4 separate regions of the Mus musculus genome follow, and all the other regions are linked to region 3. A link is a contact called in public HiCAR-type, HiChIP or PLAC-seq and promoter capture Hi-C data. All regions are on one chromosome and are shown on one strand. The core of a region is the stretch at or near the end of the contact, and the rest is flanking DNA. Distances in the headings are between cores, read along the strand shown.

The links. Promoter capture Hi-C pulls out the DNA fragments that hold promoters and counts their contacts. HiCAR-type assays count read pairs that join an accessible place to other places. HiChIP or PLAC-seq counts read pairs in DNA pulled down with a chosen protein or histone mark.
Region 1: a contact with region 3 is called in a HiCAR-type map of astrocytes, with 3 times the contacts expected there. The contact joins the promoter of Pot1a here to the promoter of Tmem229a in region 3. A contact is called at or near these places in 8 of 39 promoter capture datasets (cranial neural crest, embryonic stem cells, frontonasal cranial neural crest and 4 more) and 7 of 115 datasets of contacts at active chromatin or transcription factors (astrocytes, embryonic forebrain, embryonic hindbrain and 2 more).
Region 2: a contact with region 3 is called in a promoter capture Hi-C map of neural stem cells. The contact joins the promoter of Gpr37 here to the promoter of Tmem229a in region 3. A contact is called at or near these places in 8 of 39 promoter capture datasets (cranial neural crest, embryonic stem cells, frontonasal cranial neural crest and 3 more), 3 of 484 Hi-C or Micro-C datasets (brain, cortical neurons and embryonic stem cells) and 12 of 115 datasets of contacts at active chromatin or transcription factors (VIP interneurons, astrocytes, embryonic forebrain and 7 more).
Region 4: an H3K4me3 HiChIP or PLAC-seq map of embryonic midbrain shows a contact between it and region 3, with 7 times the contacts expected there. The contact joins the enhancer-like site here to the promoter of Tmem229a in region 3. A contact is called at or near these places in 3 of 39 promoter capture datasets (cranial neural crest, frontonasal cranial neural crest and hippocampal neurons) and 7 of 115 datasets of contacts at active chromatin or transcription factors (astrocytes, embryonic forebrain, embryonic midbrain and 3 more).

Annotation. Positions count from the first base shown.
Region 1 is chr6:25,807,707-25,810,612 of GRCm38.p6, reverse strand. It overlaps Pot1a (protection of telomeres 1A), which reads left to right and starts at 1,395. Exons shown (of 18, transcript NM_133931.5): 1 at 1,395-1,438.
Region 2 is chr6:25,688,481-25,691,724 of GRCm38.p6, reverse strand. Gpr37 (G protein-coupled receptor 37) reads left to right here and starts at 1,745. Exons shown (of 2, transcript NM_010338.2): 1 at 1,745-3,244. The coding sequence starts at 2,629.
Region 3 is chr6:24,954,575-24,957,637 of GRCm38.p6, reverse strand. Tmem229a (transmembrane protein 229A) reads left to right here and starts at 1,513. Exons shown (of 1, transcript NM_177013.3): 1 at 1,513-3,063. The coding sequence starts at 1,885. The coding sequence ends at 3,000.
Region 4 is chr6:25,765,884-25,768,858 of GRCm38.p6, reverse strand. The region is part of intron 8 of Pot1a (protection of telomeres 1A); the gene reads left to right. Among named protein-coding and RNA genes, the nearest start is that of Pot1a, 42 kb to the left of the region's middle. Within about 2 kb of position 1,603, at least 17 of the 459 cell types and tissues checked have an H3K27ac peak or open chromatin away from gene starts, as enhancers often do. A contact at or near this core is called in hippocampal neurons, where this site is marked.

The sequences.
Region 1 (2,906 bases), core at 146-2,645, 850 kb before region 3:
TGATGTTAAAGGTAAGAAAAGAAACATGTTTTTCCCTGGAGTATTGTTCATCCAATGAATATTTAGCTCCTAAAGCTAGCAGCCATTATATACAGTCTTGGCTGTAAAATAGAACCGTTATCCCTGCTCCTAGTAAACTTCAAATGTAGAAGAATGTGTTTAAATACTGAGAGAAAGTAATGAGGAGAACATGACCATGCACTAGGAGGATAGACGGGATTTGACTGTGGTGGAAGTGAATGTGGCACCAACTGGGTATAGGCTTTGTCTGAAGTCAGACACAGATCAGATGGGGGATTAATTCTGAAGCGAAAGCAACGCTTTGTGAAAAACACAAGTACAGCAGCTTATTTAACAGACCGGGAATTCGTAAAACAACAATTGTGCATTTCACTCAGAAAAAGGGTTGTTCTTCCTGGGAAAGGGGGACTTTGTTCACAAGCCACTTGAAATAAGCTTCAAAGTATGCTTATGTTTGTTCCTCCCACTCCCGAAGAATGTTAACCCGTTATTATAATGAAGCTATCACCAGCAATAACGGTTCTCTTGACCAGTATGTCACCAGTTTGGTTGATGGTTCTTGTTAATTTCTCTGATTCCCTGCTTGCTTATTGCCAAAGTTGCTGCCTCCAGGACCTCAGCTGGAGTTAGAAGAATCTTCCGGTTCCCTGCTCTCAACCAAAGTGCACAGGATCCAAAATCCATACAGTGGCTAAACTTAGCGGATAAATAGTATTTCACAACTGTGTGAAGTGACTAACAGTATGGATCTGGGCCTTATTATACTCCTCTAATGGGCAGTCCTTGAATTCCACTTTAGTTGTTATTCCTGGTTCACTTATATTTTATGAACACGGGGAGTGGGGAAAGAGAAGAAAGCTTTAGAAAATAATGGCAAGGTTCTTCAGTTTACCTGAAAATACCCCAGATGTCACCAAAGTGCTATAAAACAAATAACATCATCACCATCATGTATTTATAGCCTTGGAAAAGTCGTATTTGAATGTTTAACTTAGAATAAAAGCTTTAGCGTCAGGGGCTTCCAGTCGACAGAATGGAATCTGGAACCAGCCTGGTTTAGAATAGAGTTCTCACTTGCTACAGGATTTAAGACTCTTATTTTGGATTGTGTGGCTAGCCTTTAATGGCTGATCCTAAACTGGTCCGGCTCGCCCTGCAGGCTGGGGATTGTCTCCTTTGGGCAACCGGAAATCCGCGTGAGCCAAGGAGCGGAGGGGCAAGCAGCCTTGGTGGCTGAGACACAGCTTGCTGTGGCTCCGCCCTCTTCTTCCTCTTCTTGTTTACCCGGGAGTTCCCGGCCAGCCACACTGCAATTCTAGCGGAGTACGCATGCGTGAACTAAGCTGCTCGCGCCCGCGCGCGTGCATGACGTCACAGGCGCCTAGGTCCAGACTTTAGTTGTCCGCGGGTTTTGCTGGTGAGTGAATTTGGGGAGGTTTGGGTTTCGCTGCGGGCCGACCCTGGGTAAATATAACGAGGACTCTTCACTGCAAAATTTGGTGCAGATTTGCAGAAATGCTGTTACACGTACTGTTAGTGTTGACCGATCCCTATCGGGAAGAGACGTGAACAGATCCAAGTCCTCCCTCATGCTGCTGAGTGTTTTGGGGACGGTTGGTCTCTATTCGTTAAGCAGCGATGCTATTGAGTAGCCCAGGCAAGGAGTTTGAGAAGTTTCAACCTAGAGTTCACAGATTAACATCAATTGCAAGTTTCTCTTAGGATATTTACGAGTTTGAGGGAGGAGGCAACCAATGCCAGTTTTGAAATCAGGAAGCTTTTTGGTACAGTGTGCGTACACAATATTTTCATTGACAAAGGGGTTAAAGAATAAAACCCGTGCTTATCTCCCGCCCCCACGTCCAACATTTTAAGATACCAAGGTGAAGTTGGTGAAATTGTAACATCTAAAATCTTAGAAGTTTTTTAAATACAAAAGCTAAGTGGAAATCCAGCTAAGAAGGTTGTTAACTCAGAAAACATTTTCCTCCGAGAAGGAATACCCATACTTTATATTTCGTATCTTTGTAAGAGATTGGTTTTTATTTTTACAGTTACAACTGAGACTGAATATATCAGTTTACAGTTTTCCAGCAGTCACATAACGAGCATATTATTTTATGATACAATGGAAAACGTTTCTAAGGTCCAAGATAAATATATCTGACCATTATTAATTCCAATTAGTAATGTGTAGCAGTATGATATGTGAACATGAGATAGCTTTTTGGTTTCATATGTTAGATTAAGAAATTAAAACTGAGACTTTCAGTGTGACACAGTGTATTTAACCTTTTTGACAGTCGTGTATGCTGAAGAATTTGGATGCTGTTGTAAAACTGTTAATTTCATACTAGATGTTAGCAGGAGAAAGACATATAGAGGAACCTCCTCTGCCTCCTGTACAAAGAATATATAGGATATAGAAAGCTTAAAGGGAGAAAATCCAATTAGGTAAGGACAGCAATGAATGTAAGAGTTGATAAAGATTTGAATTAGTGATAGAAAGGTTAGGAAAAAATAGTCATTTAATGCTAAGTGAACAGTACAATTTAGTATTTTTTTTCTGTTGTATGGCATTTTGGTGTTGTGTGTATGTTAGTTTGTTTAATTATCACAAAGACTTGTGACATTGATGCTTTATAGCTTACCTATATAGACAAAGGTGCTGTATTTCAGAAAGGTTAAGTAATTTTCCTGAGATCAGATAGCTAATAGATGGCAGAGATGGTATTTGAATTTAGACAGCCTGTTTCAGACATGATGAGATAAAATGCAGAACAATTAGAATAGAGGGTCAGTGAGTTCAGGAAACTTAACTGTTTTAAATTCTCAACTATGCTGGGCAAGAGGAGAGGAGACACAGTCTTGTGCCCAGAGTTCAG
Region 2 (3,244 bases), core at 496-2,995, 730 kb before region 3:
TGAATAGACTACTAATCCAAATAGCATGTGTCCTTTCTATCCATATATCGACACAGCTCAAATGGCAGTGCAGTATAATGAACCCACTGTTTATTTTTACATTTGTGCTTTCAGGATCTGTCTGGTTGACATGACATACATACAACTAGTTTGTACTGTTTACATACACCAGAGTGGGAATTTTTATTCCTAACTTTGATGTCCTTTACATTATTTCCATGTGATTCTGGTTGCTCTTGCTCTTAGAAATAAGTTCAAAGATTCCTTGTAAGACACAAGGGCTTCACAAGGGTTATTCTTGATCTTATGTTTTGAACGCACAGGATATAAATCTGCAGTATTTTGAGGTATTGACAAATACCGTTGCAAATGGGATTTTCTTCTCTTTTCATTTTTTCTACTTTAAAAGAAGAGTAATTTTATCTGTTTCCATTTTCAGTCATCCAACAAGCTGGTGCTGAACACTACCTCCCTGTGACATGTCATTTGACACTTAACCTTTGGTGAAATCCCGTATTTTAATTTTTGTCTAACTTTTTCCAAAATAGTTTTTTGTTTTTTTTGACCCTTGTCAGTTTTGTTGTTATGTCTGGTGTCTGTGCATCTGCCCATTTGAACCTCAACACAAGAAAAAAAATTATAAAGATTTTCATAGTCTACTACCCTCTCATCTCTCTCTACCTTTTTCTTCTTGGGTCCCTTGTGTGTGCACAAATTTATAACCCGTGACACTCTTTTCATCTCCAGATATTTAAGTAAGTCTCACTGTAGAGTTCCTTTTGCTATGTAAACACATATTCACAAATGACAGTGCTTAGGACGTAGATAGTTTGAGGCTCTTTACTGCAATTGTATTTTTACTGTATTTTCTATTGTGCCCTTAGATAATTCTTCTGTTGTTGCCTTTGTCTCTATCTCACATGTTTATTTCTTCCCCTTTTAAAAATTTGGTCCGATATTTGTCTGTTTTCTCAGCTATACCAAGATTGCTACACGGGGTTGTGTGTATATAAAAATTGGAAAGGCATGGGCATCGTGATGGGAGTTCGGTCCTCCTCAGTTCTCAGTTCTGAACATATCAAGGTTGCTGCGTTCCTCCTGCTCCCTGTGATCAGCTCTAACTCCACCTCCTGGTAGGATGCTTTCAAAGTCAATGTTAAAGGTAACGGGACACCTGGATCCTTCTTACCTTACAATCTACTCTCTTACCGAGTGAATGAAACCAATGAAGTCTGTTTCTTTTCTGACTCTGCTCTGGGGAATCTAAGACTGTGAATGTGTCACTATTCCCTGGGGAGTCTGAAGCCTGAGCATGCGCACCAGTTGCTACCAATTGTTGCAGATCTCAAGAGGCTTGCCCTTTCTACCTTCTCCTCCAGGGATCCCCGCCTGCACCGGGGGTCCTGAGATCCAACCCCCTCCTTAGTGGTGACAGATTAGGTCGGGTTGGTTGGACTATCTAGGGCAATAACCCATGGAGTTCACGTCCTCCTTGCCTTTAGCCGTGCAGATTCGGCGCCTCCGCCCTTGTTCCCGGGTCGCTCCTAGCTTCCTATTGAAAGCTACTGCGAACGCCTTGAATGAAACGTGTGTGGGTTTAGTGTGTGGTAAAACCACCAGGGGATCCCGTCTCTCCACAAACCAGATGCTCTGCTAGAAGGAGGACGAGAGGGAGGCGACCTGGAGTGAAGCCCGCGCAGTGGCTGAGCCGCTGGGAGAGGCCGGGCCACCTCCCCTGTCCACCATGCACCGCTCCGCCCGCCAGCAGCGGTTCCAGGCACCACGCTCTCCACCCGGGTTGCGATGGTGGTGGCAGTGACAAGCTCCTGCAGCCCACAGCACTGTGCACAAAACAGCAGCGCCCTCTCCTCCCTCTCGCTCCACTCCACGCCTTCTCAGCCCGTGCACTAGGCGCAGCCGCTGGCGCCATCCACTTGTCAACTTTGAACTGAAGGAGCAGCAACTTTGACAGTGGCCGCGGGTTTCGAATCTGGCTTCTCCTTGGCAACAGTCCCTTTGAAAGTCGTCGGAGTTAAACGAAGCAAGAGTTTCCTCTGTGCTCCGGTGGTGCCTTGTTTGCAAGGGTCCCCACCCCCCACCCCCCCGCCAGCCGAGAGTGGGATTGTGACAGCCAGTCCCCTAGTGGAGCGGACTTGTTTTTCTTTTTCTCTAGAGACCTCTACTAGCGACTGGATAAAGCAGTATGGAAAGGATGTAAATAGCAGAGCAACTGTTACCAAGAAGACAGCCACCACCCAAAGGCTGGGAGGAGCGCGGGGCTTCCTCCAGGCTGCGCCCAGTCGCAACATTAGGGAACAATCAGGTGGTGTTCGCAACTTTTCAAGGTCAGCCTCTTGGATCTGTTATTTCCCTGGGAACCTTCGGGTGCACCGAGCTTGGATTAGATTTGGCTGGGAAATGCTCAGAACATGAAACGTGGAAGGATTGTAGGGATGTGTTGATGACACCGTCCTTCCCCAAGCGCCCTGTTCCCTCCCAGCAATCTTCTGCTCCCATCCTCTACCCAGCGGTGAGTATGTGACATGTGCCTAACTCTCTGCACCAAGTTTGGCAGCAGGTGTCGGTGCTAAGCTAGAGCCAGGCTAGTAGGTGCGCCCTCGCCGAGCCATGCCAGCCCGGGGCGCGCCTCTCTCGCGCACATCGCGGCTGCTGCTCCTTCTGCTGTTTAAGGTTTCTGTCTCTGCTGCCCTGAGCTTTGTCCCTGAGCCCAGGAATGGAACTTGTCTGGGGGAGAGCTGTTCCCCACTGATCCAACGCCGCAGCAGGGATGCCCGTGGACCTGGGAATTCGGCAAAAGACGCTCTGCGAGTCCATGTGCCCAGAGAGAAACTGGAAGCAGAGGTGAGAGGGGCGACCTCTTGGGACCTCCCACCACCCAGGGGCGGTGACACAGGTGTGATTGAAGAAGCGGCGGCTGCTGGGCCCTTGGGACCTCCAACCAAGCCACCAAGTGCCTGGAGATGGAAAAGTGCCCAGGGTAAAGAACCATCCGGGCATTTGAGGAGAAGGGACCCCACGGATCCCCAACTCTTCTTTCCGACATCGGAGGGGGGAGAGATGAGTTCCAAGCGCGATGGGATTCCCCAGAGCAGGCAGGAGCACAGTGTGAAAACGGAACCCAGAGATCTTTTTTACTGGCCACGAAGAACTGGACAACTCCAGGATTCCCAACACAGGCCTTCAGCAGTACACGAAGGAAGGACCCTTGCTCCTCCAGGCAGGG
Region 3 (3,063 bases), core at 264-2,763:
TCAGACAAAACAATATGTGTTCTCATCTTACTCTCTTAGCTAACTCATAGGCAACATGGCTACCATAGACAGTAGTTTAAATGGGTAAAATGAGTAAGAAAATAGACAGGAACGCGGTTGCTTCAATATGGGAGATCTACCAGAGTATGTCCTCCCAAAGAACATATGTCTTCATAAAGCTTTTTATCCAAGGAAGATTTGAACTTCTGGACAGAGTAAAATTATTACCTAGTTTCTTCTTATACATGAACAGGAGAGGGGCATAAAAGTATAACTTATTTCTAATATCCCTCCATCCCCTCTACCTGACAGAGGACAGAGAGGGAAGAAGGAGGAGAGAAAAGGGACAGGAAGCCAGGAGGGGGACTAAGGAGTGAATGAGGCCAAGGCCTGAAAGAGCAGGGGATGGGGGAGAAAAAGAAAAAGACAGGAAAAGAAAAAAAGCTCGGCTTTCCTTTACACTCCGTATTTGAAATGACCTAGTTCTGCAAGAACACACACACACACACACACACACACACACACACACACACCACACGCGCGCACACACACACACACACACACACACACACACACCACACACACACACACACACACACACACACACACACACACCCCACACACACACACACACACACACACACCACACACACACACACACACACACACACACACACACACACCCCACCCACACACACACACCACGCGCGCACACACACACACACCACACACACACACCACACACACACACACACACACACACACACACACACCCCACACACACACCACAACACACACACACACACACACACAGCACTAGTCTGCACCAGTTTTAGCAAGCATGCTGTCTTTGGTAGGGGACACCTCTACCCCCACCATCCCACTGTAGCCAGGACACAACTCAGCTACAGCTACACTGGCCTCAAGTCTTTTTGTTTTTTTGTTTTTTGTTTTTTTAAATACTGCTGGGCTTGGCCCTGAGTAAACTAGCCTAGGCAAAGACTGAAAAGGAGGATCAGTCAGGGGGGTTCCGGGCGGGGAAGGGGGGGGAGGGGGTCGGCATTCAGATGCAGGCTGCTCTGAGCAGGAAGGCAGGCTTGGAGTCTCCGGTTAACACGCTGTGACTGGGACACAGCTGGCTTTGCATAAGGACATTAAATATACAGCACCACAGTTTGGGCCCGGGCCCGGCCTCCGGCTAGTGGCACCAGGCCATTTGTCTCCGCCAGCCAAGGCCTGGCCCTGGTTTCCACGATACCGGGAATGCCCCACAGTTAGCCTTCACACCTGTTAGGGGCTTCTCCCCTCCTGCCACCAACCCAGCGGGAACCCCCTGCAGCACTTGCCCAGGGCTGCAGAGATGGCCAAAGGGGACCCGGGCGGCGCTCTTCGCCTTTCGGGGCAGACCCCTGTGAGACCCGGCGCGGGAGGCTGGGCGGGGCGGGGGCCCGGGAAGGCGGGAGAGGTCGAGCCGGGCGGAGAGGGGTATGGGAAGGGCCGGGGGAAGGGCGATCTCCGCTCGCGTAACGCTCCCTGAGCCTGCAGCAGAGGCGGCGGGGCTGAGCCGCGGAGGGGATGGAGCTGCCACCAGCCTCGGCTCTCTTCCCCACAGCCCCGGCATCGCCTCCCCTTGCCCGGCCGCGCCACTCCTTAGGCCGCGCAGGGTGATTCCCGAGCGCGGGTGAGCAACATCTCACCCTGGACTGGAGAAGAGGGCGGGCCAGGACCAAGGCACGAGGACTCCTCGCGTCCCGGGCGACCTGCGAGTCTCCCGAGCGCTGGGAGACCCCGATCCGATCGAAGCTACGTGCGCCCCTCCTCGTCCCCCGGGGCGGGGAATCGGTTCGAGGCTAGGCGGCTGGGCCCCGGGTGCCCGGGTAGCCAATGGCGGGCAGCGATGTGGCGAGTGAGGGGCCATCACCGAGGGACGGCGCGACCCGGAGACCCGGGGCCACCGGCGGACTGCGTAGCCAGGCGGCCGCCAGCTGCCCTGAGCCGCTGTCCGCTGCTGAAGCTCCGGCCGAGCGCGGCGCGCTGCCCGCCTGGATGCGCCTCTACTTCTACGGGATGCACGGCATCACCCTGGACGTGCTGGTATCCTCTGCCAGGCGCTTCGCCCGCAGCCTGGATCTGCGGATGCTGGGTTTCTCTTCACCCTACCGCTGCCTCCTGCACTCGCTCACCCACTTCGCCCTGGAGCAGCTCTACCTGCAGCGGCCGCGCTGCCCCAGCGCCTTCCTCTTCAATTTCCTGCTTTACCCCTCTGCGCACGTCGGGCTGCAGACCCTGGCTGGCCAGGCGCTACGGCTCAGCCTAGGCGGCGGGCCGGGGGGCGCGGCAGCGCCGGCGCTGGGGGCGCTCGACCTGGCGCTGCAGTACGTGCTCGCGCTCTACCACGGCCAAGTGTTCCTGAAGCGCTTCTTGTGTTTGCGGTACCCGCGGCGGCGCGACCAGCACACCAGGGACACGCTACCCGCAGCCCGGGACGCCCAGATCCTTTGGGAGGCTGGTGGCCAGCGACGAGGACCGGGTGGCGCAAGGGGCACAGAACGATCTCCTACCCAGGGACTGCCCGACCTCCTCCGCTTCCTTTTCTTCGGAATGCATGGCTTTCTGGATGAGATCTTCTTCACCTTCTTCTTCAATGTGCTGGGGCAGGGGGACAGGGCCAGCAGTGGCCACACATCCCTCTGGTCTTTCTTCATGTACGGAAGTTGTAGTTTCGTGGTGGAAAAACTCTACTTCCACCTTCACTACAGCCGTGGCTGGGGCACGTGGAAGCGGGTGCCCATCTATGTGATCTTCATCTATGCGTGGGAGTTTTCCTGGGGTCTGGGACTTCGAATGTGCGGGGCCTGTTCCTGGGACTATTCTCACTATCCTCTTAATTTCATGGGCCTCATCACCTTGATGTATTTACCTGGCTGGCTATTTCTTAGTGTGTACCAGGACCTCCTGTCCAACGTGTTGTGGCGGGTGCAGTATGTCCCAACGAACTAAGATTAGAGGGGACAAAAAAGGAAGTATTGGAATCTGAAAAGCGATGCAATTTATTTTTACACA
Region 4 (2,975 bases), core at 354-2,853, 810 kb before region 3:
GTATATGTAAATCTGCTAATACTATTTTTTCATTTGTAATGTCCACTTGTAATTTGCTTAGAGGACTAGAAGCAATGGGAATATGTGAATTTTCATCATTCCTTAATTTGTATGAAGCAAAATATTTTGTATTGTTAAAGTTTTCAAGTTATTTTAGGAAACAAAATTTCACATTCAATAAAGGAAATATCTTCAGGCCACATATTTTGTTTAGAAGCTCCTTGAATTCTTTTTTGCTCATCTGTTTTTCCAAAAATAGATTTTGAGTTATTGATAGCTGCCGGAGCAAAGTCTGATTATCTGAAAGCAGAGTCTGCAGCATCTGCTCTGGGTCCTGCCAGGTTCCAGACAGCCAGGAAGAAGTCTCTATTCCTGCATGGTTGTGGGGAAGTACACACTGCGGTCCCAGTCATCACAGGTCCCTGTGTCCAGCAGACATTGGACATTGACCTCACAGGTCTGTCCCAGTGAAGTCAAGAAGCTCTGTGATAGGCACATGACTAAGGTTCTAACTCCAGTTCCAGCTCTCTAACTTCATTTCTTAAAACGTTCTGAATTGTTTTGATAGAGTGTAGACATGGACTATGTCTTAAGTATTATACCACCTCTAGCATACACAGTTAATTTGAATGTTTCGTATATTGTATAGACCTTTCTTACTGTCCATAGAAATTTGGCACTTTTTCGTAAAAATTTATATTCATAAATGGTAGAGAATACTTTTTGTTAATTTTTACCTATATATTTTTAAATTCTCCTGTAGTAGATAACACTATCGTGAATGACAATATGCAGAGTGGCTTGGATATTGTCTCAAGAGAGAAGAGCTGCTGGCTTCATTCCATTTTATGTGACAAAGTAAGGCATTCACAAGATCAAGCCGCAGTGTCTTTTTCCAGGGTTAGTAAACATTGAAAGGAAATGATCTTAGCTGTAGATCATTTCAATCTATCCATAAAACAAGGAGAAAACACAGAAATAAAACCGTATGCGTGCAGCCCAGTGCTGCTGTTGCCTTTTGTTAAACAAATGTGCTAGAGCAGAAAACCCTGGCACTCTCATACTGCGTTACAGAGTGTCTTTAGCTCACTCAGATCAGTAAACAGCGTGAAGGGCAGGGCCAGGGCTTGTGACTGTGTCGTCTTATCTTTTAGACACGAGTATGTGCGTGCAGGCACCCCTGGACTTGGGAAAAATACTTTTGAAGATAGACTTTTGAATTTTTCTCTGAAGATTCTGTCTACACAGATTGACTCTCTTTGGAAACAGTGATAACCATCGGTCTCAATTTGAAAGTTTTCATGATACGCAGGAAGGGTTGGTTCTTTAGTGAGGAGAGAGGGTGTGCACTTTTACTCAGCGCCATTGTCTGCTTTGATCTTTGGATCATTTGAAATCACTTCGCTTTCCCTGTGCTCCTGCCTTAGCTCCACATGTTCCTCTGCCTGCCCCGCTTGCTTCTCTTCCTTAAATCTCAACTGGCTCATTGCAAAGGCTCTCCGGGGAGGGCAGGGAGGATTAAAGACCATCTGCTGGTTAAGCAGTCCAACAGTATTGTAAATGGGTTTTTAGTCATGATGTCGTATCCTCTGCATGTATCCTCTGCATGGTCCACTAGAGGGTGATGTGAGCATGCATAAGTAAGGAAATTGATGGCTCGTCTTTTCTCTCACGGACATCATCGCACTGTAGCCTTTGCAGGGCTGTATCAGGATGCAAAGGCTTCTCTGGGTGTGATATAACTATGTAATCTTCCTTGGGACAAGTTTTATTCATTTTCTCACAAGTCAATCAGAAGTCTTCAGTCATGTGTCATTGATGTGGATACCTTATTGTCGGCATCTCAAGACAGATGTTCACAGCAGCATGCATGGGATAATTTCATAACTTGTATCGGAGCAGGAAAAGTGCTTTTAATAATGACTTTGTTAGGAAGCATGATATCGACCTCCATAAACAGTGCGCTCTTACCATGCTACAATTCTTACAACAGCATAAAACATATGTAGTCATATCACACTTTGTCATTTAGTGGCCTATTAATTATAGTTAGCTATAGGAGAAAATAAAACCATTGCACTGTACCTACTTTTTCAGCAAAAATTGGAGGATACTCTTTTATACTGGCATTGTGATTTCTTTCTAGTTATATATTGTAGGTGCTTATCTACTTATTAAATAAACCTTTGTTCCAGAGTAGGCTACACCTTTATGTTTTTTATTGTAATTCTTTAGCTTGTAAATTCGGGGAAAATGTTGTAACAAGATTAAACAATTTTTTAACATAATAGATCATCCGACACATTTCATAATCTTTAGTCAAGCTATAGAACGATCCAGTGCTGCCTCCAGAAGGCGTTTGTAATAATAACAGTTTGTCGTGCTGACTCTTGGGATCTGTTTAGAGAAGTAGGCGCAGTCTGTACATGTTGAATGCCGCTGCAGTGTAGTGAGGAAGACGGAATAAGTAGCACACTGCCCATTCCCATTCTCTCCTGAAGAGTTTGCCACAGTCGTTCCCCATAGAGCTGCACGTGTGACCTTCTTAAGCCCCTGCTGAGCTCAGTCTCTGTAGTTCAGGTTCCCTGTCTTTCTCTAGCAAGTAGCTGTGCTCAGTGTCCTCCTTAGAGTGTTCATTCTACTTCCGCCTTGCCCCACGTCCTGCTCTTCGGAATGATCGTGGCTTTTATCTTCCATACACATTTTTGGAATATGTAGATGTCGGATGTCATGGAAGACCCCGAAGTATCCGGCTGAAACTCCTTTAAGTTTAAATTTTAATATCAATGAAATTGTGTTTCAGATAGCTTAGCAAATGTAGATCATTTCCCTGTGTCTCAGCTTTTATTCTAGTCCTTTGAAGGTTATCAACATCTGTGCTATAATAATGCTGTACTAATAAATAAATAAAAAGACAGATGTGATAAACATTCTAAAACACTTGCAAAGTAGCCATTTTAATATCTATTATTCTA